Linked DNA regions of Sus scrofa: region 1 is linked to region 2. A link is a contact called in public HiChIP or PLAC-seq data. All regions are on one chromosome and are shown on one strand. Each heading gives the region's core, a stretch centred on a gene start, on an enhancer-like site or on the middle of the called end of the contact. The rest is flanking DNA. Distances are from core to core; before and after follow the strand shown. Region 1 has its middle 34 kb from the start of IFNAR1. Region 2 overlaps IFNAR2 (interferon alpha and beta receptor subunit 2).

Evidence for each region. HiChIP or PLAC-seq counts read pairs in DNA pulled down with a chosen protein or histone mark.
Region 1: an H3K27ac HiChIP or PLAC-seq map of alveolar macrophages shows a contact between it and region 2. The contact joins two enhancer-like sites. A contact is called at or near these places in 2 of 47 Hi-C or Micro-C datasets (blood and liver) and 2 of 2 datasets of contacts at active chromatin or transcription factors (alveolar macrophages and skeletal muscle).

The regions. Positions count from the first base shown.
Region 1 is chr13:196,957,405-196,962,618 of Sscrofa11.1, forward strand. No RefSeq gene overlaps it. Among named protein-coding and RNA genes, the nearest start is that of IFNAR1, 34 kb to the left of the region's middle. Within about 2 kb of position 1,962, at least 4 of the 83 cell types and tissues checked have an H3K27ac peak or open chromatin away from gene starts, as enhancers often do. A contact at or near this core is called in alveolar macrophages, where this site is marked.
Region 2 is chr13:196,810,102-196,815,381 of Sscrofa11.1, forward strand. All of the region lies in intron 1 of IFNAR2 (interferon alpha and beta receptor subunit 2), which reads left to right. Among named protein-coding and RNA genes, the nearest start is that of IL10RB, 41 kb to the right of the region's middle. Within about 2 kb of position 1,915, at least 13 of the 83 cell types and tissues checked have an H3K27ac peak or open chromatin away from gene starts, as enhancers often do. A contact at or near this core is called in alveolar macrophages, where this site is marked.

The sequences.
Region 1 (5,214 bases), core at 712-3,211, 150 kb after region 2:
CCTAGAAGGCAAGACAGAGACCGTCCTGCTCACTACAGTGGCCACAGGGCTCAGCATCACACCTTGTACAAGTGGACATTAAGACTTGTTTTGTTTTTCATTTTAGGGCCGCGCCTGTGGCATATGGAGGTTCCCAGGCTAGGGGTCCAATTGGAGCTGCAGCTGCCAGCCTACGCCACAGCCGCAGCAACACAGGATCTGAGCCACTTCTGTGACCTACCCTACAGCTCAAGGCAACACCAGATCCTTAATGCATTGAGTGGGGCCAGGGATCGAACCTGCGTCCTCATGGATACCCGTCGGGTTTGTTACCGCTGAGCCATGGTGGGAACTCCCACCACACATTTTTAAATGAATGAATAAATTGAGTTCCCGATGTCACTCAGTGGTGAATGAACCCGAAGAGTATTCATGAGGACATGGGTTCGATCCCTGGCCTCACTCAATGCATTAAGGATCTGGCAATGCCATGAGCTCTGGTGTAGGTTGCAGACTTGGCTCGGATCCCGTGTTGCTGTGGCTGTGGTGGAGGCCGGCAGCCACATTAGACCCCTGGCTGGGAACCTCCATGTGCCACGGGTGTGGCCCTAAAAAAAAGAAAGACAATAAATAAATGTTACATGCCTTCCCTTGTACCCCTGAATTCCCCAGGTGGCCTGGAGTGAAAGAAATTGGAAAATCAGGGACAAAGAGGTCCGGGGAAAGGGCGGGTCTCAGTGTCTATTATCAGCGCTCTCCAGAGCACTTCCACCATGGGGGAGGCACTGGTCCACCAGGTGAACGAGCCCACCCTTCCAACGGAGGGCATCAGCCTCCATCCTCAGCCCCCGTGGTGTTTGCACAGTGAGCCCAGGACTAGGGTAGCCATGAAAGAAACTCCACCAGGGCCCAACATCCTGGATTCCCTGGCCCCAAGGCTGATCATCCAAGCAGCCCACATGGATGCTACGTCCTATGCAGTTAACATCCTTCACCCACCCACGCTCCAAGCTTCTGGTCACTTCTACCTGGAGGGGTAAGAATTCATTTCGACTGAGATGAATGCTGTTTCTTGCATGCCTGGCAGTGCCTCAGTCCCCACCGCTATCCAAGGGTCAAAAGACTGTATGGTGGCCCTTGACGGCATCAATATAGCCATGCAGAAGCTGTATTTGACACAATATGGTTGTATTCATTTTTTAAAGATGACCACTGAAGTGAAAGCAAATTCTGAAATTTCTAGAAGAGGGTTAGTATACCCCACACATAAATCTGCAACCTGAAAAACACTGGCTTGGAACTTTTTCTTAAATGCTCTGCCCCAATTCTTTCCAAAGGGTTGCACACTAAGCTCAGCGTATTTTTACCCTCAGAAGATAGGTATTCAAAGCGTGGTTATGCAGGGAGCTTCTTCTGCTTCTTATTCTTCTTTTTTATTTTTACTTTATTTTATCTTTGGCTTTGTAGGGCTGCACCTGCAGCACATGGAAGTTCCCAAGCTAGGGGTCCAATCGGAGCTGTAGCGGCCAGCCTACGCCAGAGCCACAGCCATGCAGGATCCGAGCCGCGCCTGCGACCTACACCACAGCTCACAGCAACGCCGGATCCTTAACCCACTGAGCAAGGGCAGGGATCGAACCCACATCCTCATGGATACTAGTTAGATTCCTTTCCGCTGCGCCGCAATGAGAACTCGCACGGGGAGTTTCTTGAAGTTCTTGTCTTTGTGACCATCTCAACCTGAACAACGAGGAAAGGAAAGAAGAATTCAGAATCTTGTTCTGGTCACCATGACCTGACCCAGAAATGGTTTGTTTGTTGGTTTTACCAAGAACGAGAAAACAGTTGAGTCAATACTTAGCTTCCTTTTGCCTTGTAGTGAGTACAATGTTGTAGATGAGTCATTGAGAAGGAAGCCCTCAGTCCACAGAGACAGCCTTGGAGAGGATGGGAAGAAACAAGCCCCGCTTCAGAGCTGAGCTGGACCTGAAAGGAGACAGCTCTGGCCCCAGGGTATCAACCCTGTACTGCACGTCCTCCCGGCTGAGTTGTCTCTGACTCATCTTTTGGCTCTTGTCTTTTGAACAAGAAGGTGGGTGGTACAGAGCAGTCAGAGCTATGACCCAAGACAGAGGACTAACACTACAGCATCTCCTGCCCCCACGACCCCAAGGAGAGGCCAGACCCTGCTGGGTACCACTTTGAGGTTATGATGAGAGTTCAGTGTGGGGACAGCGTTTGGCATCACTCCTTCCTTCTTTGACTACTGAACCCTATACATAGTCTTTTTTTGGTTTTGGTTTTTGCTTTGCTTTGCTTTGCTTTTTAGGGCCACACCCACGGCATGGGGAGGTTCCCAGGCTAGGGGAGGAGTCCAATCAGAGCTATAGCTGCTGGCCACAGCCACAGCCACAGCCACATCGGATCTGAGCCTCGTCTGCAACCTACACCACAGCTCACGGCAATGCCAGATCCTTAACCCACTGAGCAAGGCCAAGGATCAAACCCACAACCTCATGGTTCCTAGTCGGATCCATTTCCGCTGTGCCACGACAGGAACTCCAATAAACAGCCTTAATATAGTCTATGAGATCTCCTCTTTCTACAGAGCATGGTGCAATGTATTCTCTTCAGTTGACCCGTGTGGGGAAGTCTTGTAAAAAGACTCAAATTCTTCCCTTTCATCTTAATTCAACTAGTTAACTCAGGAGCCATAATGGAAAAATGGTTAAGTTGTTGAAGAAAATGACAAAACAAAAATAACTTTTCCCCAAATGATAGGTAAATAAGTTTATTAAGTATACTCTAAAATTCTCATTTAAAATTGCTTCTCAGGAGTTCCCGTCGTGGCACAGTGGTTAATGAATCCGACTAGGAACCATGAGGTTGTAGGGTTCGATCCCTGGCCTTGCTCAGTGGGTTAAGGATCCAACGTTGCCATGAGCTGTGGTGTAGGTTGCAGACTCGGCTCGGATCCTGCATTGCTGTGGCTCCGGCGTAGGCCGGTGGCTACGGCTCCAATTAGACACCTAGCCTGGGAATCTCCATATGCTGTGGAAGCAGCCCTAGAAAAGGCAAAAAGATAGATAAATAAATAAATAAATAAAATTGCTTCTCAGAGTTCCCACTGTGGCACTTCAGGATCAGCATCTCTGGAGTGCTGGGGGCAGGTTTGATCCCTGACCTGGCTGAATGGATTAAAGATCCAGTGTTGCCACAGCTGCGATGTAGGTCACAGCTGCAGCTGGGATCTGGTTCCTGGCCCCAGGAACTCCATATGCCACAAGGCAGCCACAAAAAAAGGAAAAAATTGCTTCTCAACAAACCACGGAACAGGGCACCTCCATAGGTTTTACTCAGGGGGCTCAATTTCGGGCAAATTTTTATAAGATTGCATCTCACTGAAATCTGTTCAGAGTTACGTTAAGAATTTTTGCAGTGTTTATTGAACTTTCTGACTGCACGTGTAATAAGAGGAACATGGAATAGCTATCTAATAGAGGTGGAACAAGAATCAGGTCCTTGCAAAACTTTCCTTAAAAAAGACACATGCAAAAAAAATAAAAAATACCTACTCCTGGGCATCTACCCAGAGAAAACCACGACTCACAAAGACACATGTACTCCAATGTTCATTGCAGCGCTATTTACCATAGCCAAGACATGGAAACATCCTAAATGTCCATCGACAGAGGATTGGATCCAGAAGATGTAGTACATATACACAATGGAATATTACTCAGCCATTAAAAAGAAGAAAATACCAGCATTCTTAGCAACATGGATGGACCTAGAAACTATCATGCTAAGTGAACTCAGCCATACAAAGAGACACCAACATCAAATGCTTTCACTGACATGTGGAATCTGAAAAAAGGACAGACGGAACTTCTTTGCAGAACAGAATCTGACTCACAGACATTGAAAAACTTATGGTCTCTGGAGGAGATAGTTTGGGGGATGGGGGGATGTGCTTGGGCTGTGGGATGGAAATCCTGTGAATCAGACTGTTATGATCATTATACACCTACAGATGTGATAAATTCATTTGAGTAATAAAAAAATAAGTAAATAAATAAAAATAAAATAAAAAATAGAAAAATTTTAAATTAAAAAAAAAAGACACATGCACCGTGTGTTCATTGCAGCACTATTCACAATAGCCAAGACATGGAAACAACCCAAATGTCCATTGACAGAGGATTGGATTAGGAAGATGTGGAATATGTACACAATGGAATACTACTCAGCCATAAAAAAGAACAGAATAATGCCATTTGCAGCAACATGGATGGAACTAGAGACTCTCATACTGAGTGCAGTAAGTCAGAAAGAGAAAGACAAATACCATATGATATCGCTTATATCTGGAATCTAATATGAGGCACAAATGAACTTTTCCACAGAAAAGAAAATCATGGACCTGGAGAATAGACTTGTGGTTGCCGGGGGGAGGGAGTGGGGTGAATGGGGTGCTTGGGGTTAATTGATACAAACTCTTGCCTTTGGAATGGATTGGCAATGAGATCCTGCTGTGTAGCACTGGGAACTATATCTAGTCACTTATGATGGAACATGATAATATGTGAAAATAGAATGTGTACATGTTAAAAAAAAAAAAAACTGGAAACACACTTCTCCAGAAAGCCAAAAAAAAAAAAAAAAATCAGGTCATTGGAAGTTCCTGTTGTGGCACAGCAGAAACAAGCCCGACTAGTATCCATGAGGATGCAGGTTCGATCCCTGGCCTCGCTCGTGGGTCAGGGATCTGGCATTGCGTGAGCTGTGGTGTAGGCCAGCAGTTATAGCTCCAATTCGATGCCTAGCCTGGGAACTTCCATATGCCACAGGTGCAGCCCTAAAAAGCAAAAAAAAAAAAAAAAAAAAAAAAATCAGGTCCTTAATTTTCACCATCTGGCATCTCCTCTCAATCGCATGGCACATCTACGGCTCAGGCCCCGGAGAATCACCTTGAGAATTGCTCTCTAACTCGTCTCCCAGGGTTGAGAGCATGACAAAGCATCAACGAGAGTTCATCTAACCACCGGCTTTTCTGAACATAGAAAGCAGCAAATGGACCTTTTATTTTGGTCTTATTTAGTCCCGACCCTCAGCATATGGAAGTTCCCAGGCTAGGGTTTGAATCAGAGCTGCAGCTGTGCCTACACCACAGCCACAGCAACTCCGGATCTGAGTGGCATCTGTGACCTATACCACAGCTTGTGGCAATGTGGG
Region 2 (5,280 bases), core at 665-3,164:
TGCTATTTAATGTCATTCTAAGTAAAAAAAAAAAAAAATGTATTTAGAAGCATGAATTTTACCATTCTACCCCATGTTATGCAAAGCCAGATCTAAATGCAAATATAGGAGTATTTAATCCAGATGGAAAATCACCAGATTACCGAGCTGGCATTTTATAGCACAAACTGGGAGCATTCAACCAGAAGCAGCAAACTTGAGCCAGACTGGGGAGGGTACAAGGAGGAAGGGGGGGGGTTCCCCACCCAGGGACACAACCAGCCCACAGAGCACTCCCTCTGCACGGAGATACTCAGGGGCAGTGCTGCTCCCCACAGATGCCCGAGGCCCCTCTGCCCTGGCCACCCTGGGCACACATGCCCTTGGGCCTGGGGGATGCTGGGAACCCGCTCGTGCTGGCCACGCCACACACCAGCCTGGGATGGGCTCAGGGAAAGTCAGACCTTTGTCTCCCCTTCCCATGGATCTGCCATCCCAGCCCCTGGCATATTGGTGACATCCAAGGTTGTTCCTTGACAGAAAGAAAAAATGGTCTGTAGGCCAAAAGAGCATGGCATTTTCCAGGAAATTTTCATCTGGAAATGAGCAGTGCCAAGATAGCTTCAACAATGGAAATTCAAAGGAAACGAGTGATTTAGGAATCCAAAAAAAAAAAAAAGGAGTAAATGAGGGAAAAACCAAATCATGCTGGCCTCAGACTTCTCCAGAACTGTGCTAAATGCCAGAAGACAGTGGTGCTGAGGGAAGACTAAGGGCAAGAAGCTTTTTCGCAAGAGGGTATTTCATTCAGCGAAGAGGTCATTCAAGTTGCAAGTCAACAGCAGGCCTTCTCAGGAGTTCCCGTTGTGATTCAGTGGGTTAAGAACCCAACTAATATCCATGTGGATATGGGTTCATTCCCTCACCTCCCCCTCCGTGGGTTCAGGATCTGGCATTTCTCTGACTGTGGTGTAAGCCAGCAGATGCAACTCCGATTTGACCCCTAGCCTGGGAAGGTGGGGCCCTAAAAAGAAAAAAAAAAAAAAAGAAAAGAAAAAAGAAAACCACGGGAAAAAAAAAAAAAAACCAACAGGCAGGAGGCCTTCTCAAATTTGCACCCAATAGCTCTTATGGGAAAACAAAACAAAACTCCTGGATAACAAAATCCAGCAAATAGCAAATAAAGAGACTAGTCAAAATAAAAAACTCAGGTATGGAGAACTTGTGATAAAAAGGAATGCCATCTAAGTCGGCTCCTTGAAAACTCTGCTCCTGGCCATGCTGTGTACCTGGATTGAGGCTGACCTAGACACCAGACCAGCCAGTCATCTTCCGAGCGAGGCAGCCCAGGGACAGCGTCCACTCTGCCTGGCTTACCCTCTCTGCACACACAAGATGGCATCGGTGCAACATGGGGCTCTCCCATGATGCGACCAGTTACTGTCCCCCCAGAAAAGAATGTCAGCAGTCCTGGGGTGCAGAGAGAGGGGCCAGGCAGGGCCTTGGACCCCATCCTGCCGGGGAGGGAGAAGCAAGACCCAAGTGTGAACTGAGGCTCCAAGCCCACCACGTGTTGCCATTGTCCCATTCGACTTTACTAACTAGCCTGAAGTTCAAAGATAAAAAGATGAAGAATTTCAAGATGGCCCAGTGAGAGCACTAAACCACATGTGGGACCCTTTCTGTGTGCAGTGTCCGGGGGGGAGGGGGGTTGGTGGCCAAAGCTGGCCCTGGCTACAGAGATGAGAGTTGCAAGAGCTGTGCTTCAGCAAGCCTGATTGGTTGAGAACCAGGGAGAGACCAAAAATACCCCATTAACAATTCCAGGCACGATGCCCAGATGGGCAATTAGATTTCTCCAAGCAAACAAGACGCGAGAACCAGACATCTGGTTGAAAGTAGAGTATGAGTCACCAGGAACAAAGATGGGAAGGAGGCCGCCCCTGGCCCAGATCAGGGAAGCGAGCCTGCTCATTGTGTAGTTGTGTGTGTGTGCTTCTCAGCTGCTAAGGAGATGAAAGGTTCTGCAAACACAGAACAAAGGCAAAGATGTACCACCATCAGAACAAAACAGAGGGACCAGAGCCCCCAAGGCAGATGATCAGGTATACGGGAGTCAGGCCCAAGGTGGCATATAATAATCTTGGTGCACCCAGTATCTGGGGGATGCCCTCGACTGTGCAGGCTTCTCCCTGTTGGAAAATGGCTCGGATCGTCAGTGTCCAAAAATGAGACACATGGACAAGGGGAGATCTTGACACGCCTCTTTACTTCTGCAGAAGGGTGCAGGTACTCCAAAAGCACGCGCAAAGAAGAGAAGACCCTCCCTATTTATCCCTAACGCAGGTGAGGTACCTGTCCCCTTCCCATGGGTCAGGTCAGGGTGCCCATTCTGCCCGGTTGGCTAATTGAAACAAACTATTGCTGGGAGAAGAGGGAAAGAGGAGGCGGTCGCAGAAGGACATCTCAGCTGAAACCGGAGCAAAATGGAGTAACCAAGATTTCCTTTGAGGGGCATGTTTGGCGCAGTCAGTCTGTTCGCTGTTTCAGCTCTTAACCTGTTTATTCAGAAAGTATTTGAAAGTTCTTGAGAGACGGGATTAAGATGGCGGAATAGAAGGACTGGAGCTCAACTTCTCTCCTAAAAACAACAAAATTCACAACTAAAGACTGAGCACACGTCACCAAAATGGACCGGAAACCTTAAAAAAGATGCCCTACTCCAGAAGAAAAAGAGGAGGCCACATCAAGAGGTAGGAGGGGCGATTTCACGATATAAACAACCCCATACCTCCTGGATGGGAAGCTCCACAGACTGGAAACTAACTGGTTCACAGAGACTCACCTACAGGAGTGAGAGTTCTGAGCCACACATCAAACTCTCACATGTGGGGATCTGGCACAGGGAGAAAGAGCCCCTGGAGCATCTGGCATTGAAGGCCAGTGGGGCTTGTGTGCAGGAGCTCCACAGGACTGGGGGAAACGGAGACCCCATTCTTAAAAGGCGCACACAGACTTTCACGTGCACTGAGTCCTAGGGCAAAGCAAAGTCTCCAAGGGAATCTGGGTCAAACCTGACCGCAGTTCTTGGAGGACATCCTGGGAAAACAGAGGTGAATGTGGCTTGTTGTGAAGGAAGGACATTGAAAGCAAAGCTTTCGGGAATATTTAGCAGCTGTGTCTTTCTCTGGAGGTGGCCATTTTGGGAAAATCTGACCCCACCCATCAGCCAGCTGCTGAGAAGCCCCAGGGCAAACAACAACCCAGGTGGGATCACAGCCCCGCCCCTCAGTAAACAGGCTACCTAAAGACCCCTCAGGCACACAGCTGCCTCTAATCCCATCCAAAGACTAAGCCCCACCCCCCAGAGGGATTACAATCAGCTCCTCCTACCAGGGGGCAGGCATCAGCCCCTCCCATCAGGAAGCCTACACCAAGCCTCCATACTGACTTCAGCTACAGGGGGGGCAGACATCAGAAGTAAGAGAGGCTACAACTCTATTATCTGTAAGAAGGTCCACCACACCAAAAACCTATAAAAATGAAAAGACAGAGGACTATAACTCAGATGAGGGGGAAAGGAAAAACCCCAGAAAAACAGCTAAGCCATGAGGAGATTCTCAGCCTCCAGGAAAAAGACTTTAGACTTTTGATGCGGAAGAAGATGCAAGACATTGGAAATAAACTGGAGGCAAAGATGGATAACTTACAGGAAACACTGACCAAAGAGATACAAGATATAAAACTTAAACAAGAAGAGATGCAAAATACAATAACTGAAATAAAAAATTCATTAGAAGTAGCTAACAGCAGAATACAGGAGGCAGAAGAACAAATAAGCGAAGTGGAGGACAGATTAGTGGAAATTAGGATGCAGAACAGAAAAGAGAAAAAAGATTGAAAACAAATGAAGAGAGTCTCAGAGAACTCTGGGACAACGTGAAACTCACCAACATGTGTATTATGGGGTGCCAGAAGGAGAAGAGAGAGAGAAGGAGACAGAAAAAATATTCCAAGAGATAATAGCCGAAAACTTCCCTAACATGGGGAAGGAATCACTCACTCAAATCCAGGAAGCACAACAAGTACCATACAAAATGAACCCAAGGAGGAACACCCTGAGACACATACTAATCAAACTGACCAAAATTAAAGACAAAGAGAAAATCTTGAAAACAGCTAGGGAAAAGAAACAAATAACATAAAGGGAACCCTGATAAGGCTATCGGCAGATTTTTCAGCAGAAACTCTGCAGGCCAGAGGGAGTGGCATGATATACTCAACGTGATGAACGGAAAAAACCTCCAACCAAGATTACTCTACCCAGCAAGGCTCTCGTTCAGATTTGAAGGAGAAATCAAAACCTTCACAGATAAGCAAAAGCTGAGAGAATTCAGCAACACTAAACCAGGCTTACAACAAATACTAAAGGAACTTCTCTAGGCAGAAAAGAACAAGACAAGAAGGAAAGGAAAAAGGGCAGCAAAAACAAATCCAAAGTAATTAATAAAATGGCAATAAGAACATACATATCAATAATTACCTTAAGTGTGAATGGACTAATCGCCCCAACCAAAAGACGTACACTGGCCGAATGGATACAAAAACAAGACCCATATATATGCTGTCTTCAAGAGACCCACTTCACTTCTAGGGACACATACAAATTGAAAGTGAGAGGATAGAAGAAAATATTTCATGCAAACGGGGACCAAAAGAAAGCTGGAGTAGCAATACTCATAACAGACAAAATAGACTTTAAAATGAAGAATATTTTAAGGGACAAAGGACATTACATAATGATCAAAAGATCAATCCAAGAAGATGATATAACAATTTTAAATATCTATGCACCCAACACAGGTTCACCACAATATATAAGGCAACTGCTAACAACCTTAAAAGGAGAAATCGACAATAACACAATCATAGTGGGGGACTTTAACACCCCACTTACAGCAGTGGACACATCAACCAGACAGAAAATCAATAAGGAAACACAGGCCCTGAATGATGCATTAAACCAGATGGACTTAATAGATATTTATAGGACATTTCATCCAAAAGCAACAGAATACACATTCTTCTCAAGTGCACATGGAACATTCTCTAAGGTTGATCATATCCTGGGCTACAAATCCAACCTCAGTAACTTTAAAAAAATTGAAATCATATCAAGCATCTTTTCCGACCACAATGTTATACGACTAGAAATCAACAAGAAAAAAACTGCAAAAAACACAAACACATGGAGACTCAACAACATGCTACTAAACAACCAATGGATCACTGAAGAAATCA